3 separate regions of the Zea mays genome follow, and regions 2 and 3 are each linked to region 1. The links are chromatin contacts, called in public Hi-C maps. All regions are on one chromosome and are shown on one strand. Each heading gives the region's core, a stretch centred on a gene start, on an enhancer-like site or on the middle of the called end of the contact. The rest is flanking DNA. Distances are from core to core; before and after follow the strand shown.

Region 1 (4,021 bases), core at 599-3,098:
CAACTATTGATCTATCTTTTTGTAATACATACGAATAGTTTGCTGAATTATCACTTATATTATAAAATATTTATGTACATTTTATTTAAAATAATATAATATTATTATCACTTAAATTACGAATTCTTTTTACGCGCGTAAGACGCGCGCTAATTACTAGTAAGGCATTATTGTTGGGCACAGGAAACCTCCCTTAACTTAGGGTCTATTTGGGCCCTGTTTGAATCCACCAAGAAGCTAGTCTCCAGGTTCCAGCCGAGGAACCGACCGGAGTTAGTTTATTACACGATGCAGTTACACAGCTATTCCACTCTGAAAGAATCGCTGAAGGCTAGTCCAGCACGACATTTCATTTCTTAGTTGTCCGCAGTGACCGACGCATCAGCCTTGCGCATTCGCCGCTGCGGGTTCGACCTCCACCTGTTGAAGCACGGACATCAGCTCCGGGTCCTGAAAATCCTTGACCAGCAAGCTGGCCCCTGCGTCTTTCAGCACCTTCCCGGGGTTCCTCGTCGTCAGGCCAACCACGGGCACTCCGGCAGCCACACCGGCCCGGACCCCCGATGCAGAGTCCTGCGGCAGAACGAGATGCACGAACACGCACAGACAGCATTACCGTTGGTCACTGACTGTTTCGACTAGCGACGATGAAACAAACAACAAAGCTTCTTCACAGAATTACGATGAGAGAGAGAGAGCTTCATCCGTACTTCAAATATGAAGGTGTGTTGAGGCGATGCGCCGATGAGCTGGAGCGCCTTGAGGTACGGGTCAGGGAACGGCTTGGCCCGGTCGCACTCGCTCCCGATGACGAGCACCGGGAAGAAGTCGGTGAGGCCCAACAGCGACAGCATCAGCTCGGCGTTCGCCCTCGGGGCGTTCGTCACCGCCGCGCGCTTCAGGTCGCGGCCTTCCATCCATCCGCACAGCTCCTGCAGCCCATCCACGGGCTTCAGCTGCCCAGGCGCCAACCTGCGTAATAGGTTTCAGCTTCAGGTTATTCCACTGCGGGTTCAGATTTTACACACCCAGATTTCAAGCTAGACCTGAAAGAGAGAACCAGCAGATTTAGATTCTGAACATAATAACTGAACCTGCAGACAAATTTGGATACGTAACTGCCGGAATTGTATAGCTCTATATTGGCCAAATTGAAATTTAAGTGTTGATATATGCTGCGAAAGAAGTGCCAAGGCTATCGTGCAAAGTAGCAGTGCAAATAAGATGAGCGGCCTACTTTCTGAACATAGCTTCTTTGTCATCCATGAACCGCATCGCCTTCTGGTGATCCATGCCCGGGAACAGCGACCTGGCGAGGTCGTCGTTGTGGCCCCCGCTGATGTTGGCGCTGTAGAACTCCTCCGTGATGGGGACACCGCCGTTGAAGCCGGCCTGCGGGCGGGCAGAGCGGAGACGCTTGGGTAAGTTGGGTCAGAATCAGATACACCGAGCTACAGCTACAGCATAGCATAGCAGGTGACAGAAGCACAGAGCCGTTGCAGAGGAAGACTTCACTTCACTCCTGCACAAACCTGCTGCAGGAGCTCTCGGAAGGCGCAGAAGTGGATGGGGTCGGAGTCGCAGAGCGTGCCGTCGATGTCGAACAGGATGGCTTCCAGCGGCGCCAGCTTCGCCAGGGCACTGCCGCTTTCAGAGTTCAGAAGGCAAGAGCGGAGCAGATGAGCGGTGTCCCGTGTTTCCGGTGGCGAACAAGAGAGGACGCGGGCGGGTCTCGGTGGTGCACCTGTTGGTCGCCATGTCCGCCGGAGTAGCCGCGCTCACCGTCCAAGAAACGCAGCTGCGCTTCTTCCTGGCCCTTCTTGTGCTGAAACCACAGCTGTTGCTGTTGCTGGCGCTGGTGCTGGTACTGCGTGAAGGGATCGCTGGAGATGATATAGTAGAGAGGAGGCGGCGAGCTAGGGAGGCCGACGGCATGCCAGCCTTGCCAGGCCCGAATTGGATTCGTCCACCCAGCGGCGACGGCATGAGGACGAGAGACTGACGAGTGACGAGTCGCTTTCTCCCGCTCTCCTTTCGTTCAATTCAACGATAGGTGCCCGTGCCTGTGGCTCGCCGCTCGCCACGACCGCCTCCTCTGCTCCCGGCCTCTGGCTGTCCTGTCCTGTGCTGCTCCGCCTGCCACCGTACTGAATTGGGAACCTCATTCCAAAGATGACGCCAGGGTATATGCTCTCGTGGCAGTCAAATGATCGTGCTTCCAAGCAATTTCGCTCTCTGTGGGCTCAACTTTCTCGACATCAGATGTTATTCTAGAGAAGCCACTTGAGCAAAGACTATAAATAAACGTTTTGTCATCAAAGAGTCCTCAGGCCATTTTGAATACATTAGAGCTAGCAATTAGCAGCTAAAATTAGTTGAAAACATTCAAACAGTCTAACTAATAGTTCAACTATTAGCTATTTCTAGCAAATTAGCTAATAATTATATAGATATTTGTTAGCTAGCACTTTCGAGCATAGACCTTTTACAATATTTCTAGCACTTTCGTTTGCTCGCTAACTTAGTTTCTGAAAAAAATGTGTTTTGGGACTTAATTTGAGTCAGAACTGAAAATCTGGAGAAAGAATGAGAAATAAGTGAGTTTTCTCGACTTAGTTCAATTGATTATTCTCTAACAATGTTTTTCTACATCGTATGAAGGCCCCCAAGAAAAGCCAAGTCAAATGGAGCAAGATTTACCAAAAATGCACTTTTTTGTGAAGACTAGGACTCACCAGACTCGTTCGGATCGAGTTCACAGTGAAGTCCCAGTACAGTGTAGTTTGTGGAGGCCTGGTGCTCCAGATTATCTACAATACTGGTCTAGAGGTGCACCAGACCTAATCCGTACGAACTCTATTGTCTCGGGGAACTTTATTTATAAAATTCACCGGACCGTCTATAGTAGTAGTCCGGTGGTGCACCAGATCGAGTGGTAACGGCTACTTCAATGGGAGGCGGACATGTGGAGGTCCAGTGCTTGCCCGTTTTGGAAGTGCCCAGTCAGGATCCTGAAGGACTCGTCCCTGTTCCCGGTCGAGTGCGCTAGGCGAGAGCAGAAATTATGTAGCTTTTTGGAGGCAAGTCCAATGGTCATTTGGTCACTTGGATCTATAAAAGAACCTCTTTTTCGACCTCTACAGAATACTAATTCACTCAAGAGCACACACATCAGTCCTGTGCATCTAAGAGCCACATCGAAGCGATTCAAGTGCCTATTCTAATAGATATTGTTGTGATGTTGTTGCGTTCTTGTATTTGTGTTGTTTCAGTGTTCCTGTGTTTTTGCTCTTGTGTGTGTTCTTCTCCTCTATATCGATGTCACTCTAGAGTTATAACTCACATCAATATGTGTACGGCTGCAAGAGACTCCAACCTATGGAGATCCTTGCGAGGAGACTGATATTAAGATAAGGAAGATCGTGGCACTCAAGTTGATCATTGGATCACTTAAGAGGGGTTGAGTGCAATCCTTGTCGGTCGGGACACCACAACGTGGAATATGCAAGCATTTGAGGCTTGACCAAACCACGAGAAAAAAATCGTCGTGTCTTGTGTGCTTGATTCTTTGCGATTGATTCTTCCTAGTTCTTCACTTGTGATATTGCTTAAGTTAACCCACAATCTTGTGAGAGCTATCAAGTGAAAGAACCTATTCTCCTTCTCACTCTAACTTGATTTAGTTCTGTACAATACTTAATTTGGATCACATTTTGTTTGTGTTGTTTTTTTTCAAGCATCACTTATTTATCTCTCTCTAGATGACTATCAGAAACTTCACCAGTAGCATCAACACATGAAGCTTGGTTCACTTGCGAAGTGTGCACAAAGCGAAGCCTCTCTAAGTCAAGACGTGAAGTTTAATTCGAAACATGGAGTTAAGGATGGAAAAGACGAATTTGCTGTTATGAAAGCTCTAGCTCATGGCCGTTTTGGGTTTTTTCTTTCGTGTACACGAAGGTGGAGGTCATTAGACCAGCTCCAATAGAGCCCCCTACTCTCCCTCCATCCCACGTGTAGG
Region 2 (4,021 bases), core at 785-3,284, 380 kb before region 1:
GATTTATTAGAATTTCTTAACTGGGCTAAAGCCATAAATCCTAACAATTACTACCTACAGTACGTGATTGTGGCTGCGGCAGCCGGCAGGTTTCCTGAAACCAACCGTCCGTCTGCATTGTCAGTTTGTCACTTGTCAGCGGGCATGGAGCACGGCGAGCGCAGTCCGCGGGCCTTGTCGCCACACGGCAGCGTTTTTTTTAATAATGGTCGGGCGACCCATGAGGACATGACGTGACGCAGTTCGTTAATATCCCTCGTCGCGTTCGCGTCCAATGCTATGCTACTGCTGCTCCTATCCTACACGCATACTACATATAGCATCCGACAGAACGAACGAATTCACATGCTGCTACAGGCTACAGCTACGGTTGTTACAGTAGCCGGCAGTGCTCCAAATCCAGCTACCTTGGCATTGAAGGAGGAGCAGAAGCTACGGTTGTTAACGGAACAGGAAGGATCCAAAGTCCAACGGGAGGAGCCCAGCTGATAACTACCACCTGCCTACGGGCTGCGGGAGTGAGTGAATGATGAGCGCGACCAAAAACGCCGCCGGCGCACACACAGATCGACCGGAACAAAATTCAAGTCGCGGGGTCAGAGGCCAGCTAGCGGAGCTCCCCAGATCGCCGTCATTGACACCTTCGCTAATCCAATGTCTTCGTCTAATGTGCTGCTGCTGCTGCTGCAGCTGCCAAACTTGGCTGCCTTCACCATCGAATTTTACTTGCAAATTTGTTTCCGCTCTCGTGGCGGCTAGCTAGGCGCTAAGCGCTACTACTACTACTGTACTAGTAACGAACACCGTCATAGCATCTTCGAAATTACACAAAATAAAGAGATCTTTGGCCCCGGCACGCCGGCGACGACGAGGACCGGTCGGCGAGGCCGCGTCATCGGAGCCGACCCATATCAGCGAGCTTCCGGGAGGCGTTGCGCCCGAACGACGCGAGCCGCCGGTGGCTGTCTCCCAGCGCGGAGGGGTCCGGCGGCTGGCACCGGCGCCGGCCGCCGGCGGAGCTGGGCCGGACGAGCGGGCTCAGGCACACGGCCAGCCCCGAGACTCCGTCCCCGCTGGCGCCCGAGCCCGCGCCGTGCCGCCGCCGGTGCTGCTGTCTGGCGGGCGACGGCGAGGGGAACCACCAGCTGCCGCCGCCGGGGGACTCAGGCTCCTCGTCCTGCGGCGCCGGGAAGGACTCAGGCTCCTCGCCCGGCCTCCGCTTGCGGCGGGTGATCGCCGAGAGCCACGAGGTGGACCGCCGGGGAGGCTCCTTCCTGTTCCTGCCGGCCTCTTCCCGTTCCCGCCCGTGCCGCCGCCGCAGCCTGCCGCCGAAGATCGCTGACAGAAAGGACCGCCGCGGCGCGGCCTGCTTCCTCCTGCTGCCGCCGCCGGTGTCCTCCCCGTCCCCGGGCTCGTCGCCGCGGAACGCGGGCCCGACCTGCGGCGTGCGGAAGAAGAGGAGGCTCGGCTGGTGCTGGTACGCGGACGACGACGACGACGAGGAGGAGGTCGCGTAGTAGGCGCAGGCGTCGGAGCGCCGGCGCTGCACGTACGGCGACACGGAGCGTGGGAACGTCCCGGTTCTTGCCTCGTCGTGGCCGTGCTGGCGGTGGCGCCGCGCGGGCAGGTGTAGGGGCGGGGGCGAGCTGCTGCTGCTCCCGTAGCCCCCGTCGCTGCTGGCCTCGGCGGCGGCCTGGGCGCGCTCGGCGGCCAGCGCGAGGAGGCGGTCGCGGAGGCAGGCCGCGCAGACGCCCACGGCGTTGGCGTAAGGGTGGAGCTTGCACCTCATCTCCCTGCGCTCATCAGGTCGGCCAGCCGCAGGCCCGCAGCAGCAGAGTGTCGAGAGGAAGGAAGGAGCAGAGGCAGATCGCGAGACTGCAGGAGACAGACAGCAGCAGACCGGTTGGTTGGTTGGTTGGGTTTGGATTTTGGCGTGGCCTTTGTATTGTACCAGCGGCGTTGTACCGCAGGGCGGCTCGGGTTTTCCCTGTGCTGTGCGCTGTGGCCTGTACGCGGTCCCCCTGGACTGGAGTGGTTGGGCTGGGCGGGCGATGACGCCGTAATGGCTGGGATTTTATTTCGGGGGAGAGAAGGACGACACGGGATGGGGTGCGTGTGCCCGAGGCTCGGAAGTCGGAAGTCGGAACGAAACGGAGTGATTCATCTAATAATATTAATTATGCACCGTAATTATTAACATTTTTATTATATAAATTTGATTAAAGTTAAGAACGTTTGGCTCGTCAAAAAAACAAACAAACAAAAACGACACTAATTTTAGAACCAAAGGAGTACATAAAAATCAAATAAAGTGACAATAAGCTCACCAAGGAGTTAGTATAAATATATACACCCGATCGTAGCATCTAGGTTCGTAACTGTGTTTCAATGATTAATGACGATGTAAGATTATTGTAACTATTGCGTATTTTGTAGAGACAAATTGAGTTAGCTATATCTATGCTCCTACTGATTGAGATCAATTATCAAGTTTTAAAGGAAGATCGAGGAGGTTAAGAAACACTTAGTTCATGTGTCAAAAAGTTGCTAGATTGCTAGATGTATAGATTAACAATATGATCTTTATTTTTTTTGTTTCGCCGTACTATTAATGAGGCATAGATGGGTAACTTTTCTTAGATAAGTCTAGTGTAAAAGTGGTGATGCACATTTCTAAAAACTAGTGTTGAGTAACCCTATAAGAGCCTATAAGAAGTTTAACAATAAAGTAAACTCAATGTGTCATGTGTGCGACAGACATGTGCACCGAATGCGTGATTGCCTTGTTTAGAACGACCGCTTATACATGGCCTGACCAAGTAGAGCAAATGATGTCATGCTGCTTGAAACATATAACCAAGGTGAGTTTTCGCAACAATCATAGAGAAACCAAGTTCAAGCTAGCGCATATATGCTGGTGCGCTCTTCACCATTAGCCCAAGTGTCGCACGAAGCACAATGACGATGACTTAAGTGATAGGAGCAAAAGATTTTGTCTAAACTTAGATGATGATTATAGCTCCACGTCACAGAAAAAGTGTGGACGCACTGCCCCATTGGTCGCGATAGGGCAAGAGCACACCAGAAGGAAAAGGACCCGAGAACTAGTAGCGAGTCTCCGTCTACATAGAAATAAATATTAAAGAAGCTCTAGAGGATTCTTGAAACTAAATTATTTAAGCAATTTAATAACTTGCTAGATCGTTCCATGGTCAACATGGATGAAGACACGAAAAGGGGGTCTATAGATTGGCCTTAAAAATTGATAAAACAACTTAAATTAGACAAGAGACGGCGGAAAAGACCAAATAAGAATATGAAAAAGAGTATAATAGTTTATTATTTATATTTATGAACTAGGCATTTTTTTAGTTTTTAAGTTATGTAATTTTAATTGTAACTTTAGAATTTTATTTGCTTAATCATGTAACCAGATATATTTTATTTGAATAAAACAATGTATTATATACTAATTAAAAGATTTTAAAAGAAAAGCTTTCATATTAACTAAAAGTATCTAAAAGAAAAGCTGAAAAGCGTACGTGATGATAAGACGACGGTAGAATGAGTAAAGTTTTATAACAAATAAAGACTGGGCTTGTTCGTTTTGCTCTTAATCTATGTGGATTGGATGGGATTGAGTGAGTTTAATTCTCAAACAAGTAAAAAAAATTCAAATACTATTCAATCCATATGGGATAAGAATAATCGAACAATGTGTAAAATAGATAGCAAGATCGTTATCTAATGTGATACGAGATGATTGTAGATATAAACATTTTATGCTAAAATCTGCCATAAACAAAAAAAACTCGGTCGGGGAGGGAATAATCGCCCTCCCGGTATTCTTGGGCCGACACTCAAGCCGCACACGACACCACATGTGTAAGAATGAAGAAAAGCAGGCCCCGACCGACCCTGGCCCTATCACTAACAGGCCGTCACTATTCACTTTGCAATGGCCTAACCGGATGGTGACACGCAGGGCGTAACATAGAAGCGGACGGTGTCGGGGTTTCGT
Region 3 (4,021 bases), core at 657-3,156, 360 kb before region 1:
ACTTCTCCTGAAATAGCCCACTTAATACAAGAACGTGAGCAAAAACAATAAATGCATTTGCATACCAACTGCAACTTTGGTTAGGCCCGGCAGATCAATCAATGTTAAGTTGACCACTGCAATAATCGACTGTTGAGTAAATAAATATATACTACAAAGATTCAGGAGCTCAGAGATGCTTTTGCATATAAATCAACTGCTCTACAAACTAGCCAACAAAAAACATCCACCAGCATCAATTTCATTTATTAAAACATGACCAAGAAAATAAAAGGAAACAAAAAACATTGCAATGCAGCTTTTGTCAGAAAGAAAGGGTATAGTGCTATACACATAGCACTCAACCGAGGTTTTTAAATTCAACAACTAAAAGCAATAATCTCCATTTTTTATTTTTTTTCTTGAAAAAAGCAGTGGCAGGTTGTGCCCAGGGCTTAGATACCATGTGGAGAGTATATGCTGAGATGAATTGGAACTGGAGATATCTGCTTTGTCTTTCCAGTCAACCTGTCAGTTTCATCCTGGATTTCCTTCCGCACAATAGCTGCAGAGAACAATAGTTGTTGGCACCTGAGATAAGTACTTCAGCCATTTCTATGTACTGAAAAATAGCAAATCCACTATGAGGTCAAATGGCAACTGCTTCTTACTAATTTTATGCATTCTACTTACGAATACATGTTGCAAAGCATGATAAAATGCACATGATATTTGAACTAGCAGCACAACATGGGAAACACAAAGATGATCGTGCCATCTACACAAGTCAAATACTTCTTAGACCCCAATGGCAACGGCAGGTGCAACATACCAAATAAGGTAAGAGTGTGTTTGGTTGCAATGACAGGACGGGACGGGATGGGACGATCTCTTAAATAAGGCTGTCCCGCAACCAAAAGCACCCTAAGAGTGTCATCCGCATGGAGCAGAAATTTTGAAGAGACTTAAATAGGAGGCAATACAATTGCACAGTGGCAGAACCGAATTCGTTAATAACTGAATAGTAGTAAGAGACTGCTTCTGCTGGCAGAAATACAATTATTGATTTCAGTGAACGGTGCATCTTGCGACAGTAAACATAGCCAATCAATTATACTATGATTCAGCTTACCAACAAACCAATTTCATAGTAGCTTAGGAGAAGAATAACCCTATATCATTGAAGACATCGAAGGTTTCTTACAGAAATCAGTGAAGCGGCGCTTAGGCATGTGAAGGAACTCGGCATACTCCTGCACCCCGGCCTCTGTCTTGTGCAGCTGCAGGACGAGTGGCCTACGCGTCACGATCCCTTCCAATCCAAACACAAACCAAAAACCATAAAATTTCGAACTGAAAGAAAAAAGATGATTCCGTGAAGAAAGAAGGTAAAAATCTCTTCCTACCTGATCCTCGAGGCAGGAAGTCTCGCCCCACGATGCTCTCGAGCACCGATGATTTCCCCGAACTCTGTACATGGCCGCCCAATTAAGCGCCCTGTAACTAAGCTACGGAACAAAATCCTAGGCGAGCAAGCACCTAGAGGTGACGGAAAGGAGGCAGACCTGACCGCCGACGACGGCGACCGTCGGGAGCGCTTCCCAGAGGGTAGGGAGGGAGGCGGCGGCGTCCCCGCCGCCGTGGTCGCCGAGGACGGTGCAGGCACGCTGGATGCGGTTCACGAGCACGATCACGTTCTCCATGGTCGTCATCTTCGGGGGTGGGGGAGGAGGAAGCTCTGTGCTACTGTTGCAACGGAGGGAGCGGAAGGTTCTAGAAGGAAGCGAAGGAATCGAGGGGGGAGCGCTCCGCTGCCTGGCTGTGTCTGAGGTGTGCGAGCCGAGAAGATAGACTGACAGAGGCGTCGCTGCTGCAATCCGTAACTGCTTCCTTTTTTTCTATTTCTCTTCCGGTTTTGCCCCCGCCCTTTTGCAAGTCGTCGAGCGGGAACTGCTTTTTTGGTGAAATGAAATTAGTGAAGAGCTCTTTTAGTATAGGAAGTGTCTGATTTTTTCTATTGACTAGTTTTTAGTCTCTATATTTTATTTTATTTTAATCACTAAATTATCAAACTAAATTATCAAATATGTAAACTATGCTTGTTCGCTGGAACTTGTTATGGTTTTAATCCAGCTACGGCTTCTATAGTATTTTATCTTTATAAATTTATACAACATTGTTAGCTAGCCGAACAAATGTTAGTTTATGTATTAGTAATTTAAAAAATAAATTAAAATAAAATGTAAGACTAAAAATTAATATATAAAAACAAAATATCCCTTATTTATCTCAGAAAGGATTTCAAGCTGTTTTACTAGAAGTGTACATCACATCTCTTATGTAGGATTCAAGCTAGATTCATTTAGTCATCTCGAGCGAAGTGTGTATAGAATGTATAAAATATTGTTTTATATTATAGTGAATTATTTATAGAGTAGAGTTTGAAATATTAAAAAGGGAACGACCGGTGATAGCCCTACAATTGATGCGATGAAATTTCAACGTTTTTTTTTCTTTGACTTCATACGAGGTGGAGAAAAGTGAGCTAGTAAGGATAGTTTCGGAACGAAAGTTGAGGCGGCGGGCGGATAATGGTAGTGGGGCCTGTCGAGTGGATGGAGAGGGACACGATGGTTGGTTCGAATATTTTCAAAATTTCTCTCGGTGTATGGAACGGATACTGTATAAAGGTCTACAAAATTTAGCTCGACGAGTGGGCTCTAGCTCCTAGTGGCTCGAAGTTTAAGGGCTACTTTAGGAATCTTTCGGGATTTGAGGGGATTAAGATGAAAATAAACTAATTTTCTTTCCAATCCCTTTTAATCCTGAAGGGGATTTGAGTTTCCAAACTAGCCCTAAAACAAATCCGAAATGAACATGTTTTATGGCTCAAGAAAAAAGTGAGCCTAAACAGACTCGTGATTCGATACAACAACAATTTATTATATAAAATCTTATTTTAATTAGCATATAGTGTTGGTACCAAATAGATAATCAATTTATGTTATTTGAAATTAATATATAAAATTAATCTATTTTATGTATTATATTAATATTGTATTTATTTAATTAATTTAAGATATGTTACTTAATTATTTTGAAATTTTATATTATAATTTTACGACAACGTTTATGGCTAAACTCGTTGGTTTGGCGTGACCGAGCTACAGTAAGCCGAGCTAAGCTCGACTCGGCTCGTTTTCACCCCTAATTGTATATGATCGTTATTTTGCACTGTAGATAGATCTAATTAATTATGGTGTTTATAAAGCTTAGTTTGAAATAAGAGATAAGATAAGAGATGTGATAGGAGAGTTGCTAAAGATAGCCTTAGTCGTTGCTAGTCTATCACAATATTCAAAATTGTCATATTATATGAAATTATATAAGATACAATTATCCTAATGTATAATATCATATATTGTTATTTTTATTCCCTACATAATATTAAATATTAGCATATATCTCTACTACTCTATAAGAACGCAATGTAGTCGTCCACATTGGTATACCATGCCCCTGCCTCCACAAATCCCGCCTGCCCCTGCCACCGCCCCTGACATCCTCTCCTCTGCACCCGTCCAACTAGGATTCAGCCGCCTCAACAAATCTCGTGTCTGCAAATACATCATGGCCTCGACCGCCTCCGTAAATCTCCATAAATCTCGATATCGGGGTGGGAGGGAGGAATGCGACGTAGGCGTCCACATTGGTATACTATGCCCCCGCCTCCACAATCTCGTCTGCCCCTGCCACCGCCTGCGACAGCCTCTCCCCCACACCCGTCCAATCGGGCCTCAGCCGCCACAACAAATCTCACCTTCGCAAATCCAGCTCGGCCTCGGGCGCCTCCATGATCTTCACAAATCTCGACGTCGAGGTGGGAGATCGGCCGAGGCAACGCCCCTCCCTGCGCGTGGGCACCCCTAGCTTCAAACCCCACCCCTGTCGGGGCAGCACCGCTGTCGCGCACCTCCCGCGTGTCGTCCTCCTCCGCGCTGGGCACGACCATCTGGTCGGCGACAACCAGCGAGCGAAGGGG

What was found. A called contact is a pair of places that touch in the nucleus more often than the background predicts.
Region 2: a contact with region 1 is called in a Hi-C map of leaf mesophyll, with 2.5 times the contacts expected there. The contact joins the promoter of LOC100381745 here to the promoter of LOC100501636 in region 1. A contact is called at or near these places in 6 of 25 Hi-C or Micro-C datasets (bundle sheath, ear, leaf and 2 more).
Region 3: a Hi-C map of leaf shows a contact between it and region 1, with 8 times the contacts expected there. The contact joins the promoter of LOC103637681 here to the promoter of LOC100501636 in region 1. A contact is called at or near these places in 4 of 25 Hi-C or Micro-C datasets (leaf and tassel).

The regions. Positions count from the first base shown.
Region 1 is chr1:98,081,440-98,085,460 of Zm-B73-REFERENCE-NAM-5.0, forward strand. LOC100501636 reads right to left here and starts at 1,849. Exons shown (of 5, transcript NM_001196317.1): 1 at 1,745-1,849; 2 at 1,533-1,647; 3 at 1,238-1,392; 4 at 711-972; 5 at 42-573. The coding sequence starts at 1,758. The coding sequence ends at 382.
Region 2 is chr1:97,699,771-97,703,791 of Zm-B73-REFERENCE-NAM-5.0, forward strand. LOC100381745 reads right to left here and starts at 2,035. Exons shown (of 1, transcript NM_001174550.1): 1 at 649-2,035. The coding sequence starts at 1,789. The coding sequence ends at 893.
Region 3 is chr1:97,718,415-97,722,435 of Zm-B73-REFERENCE-NAM-5.0, forward strand. It overlaps LOC103637681 (dynamin-related protein 1E), which reads right to left and starts at 1,907. Exons shown (of 15, transcript XM_008660291.2): 1 at 1,545-1,907; 2 at 1,386-1,449; 3 at 1,184-1,291; 4 at 443-544; 5 at 66-116. The coding sequence starts at 1,691.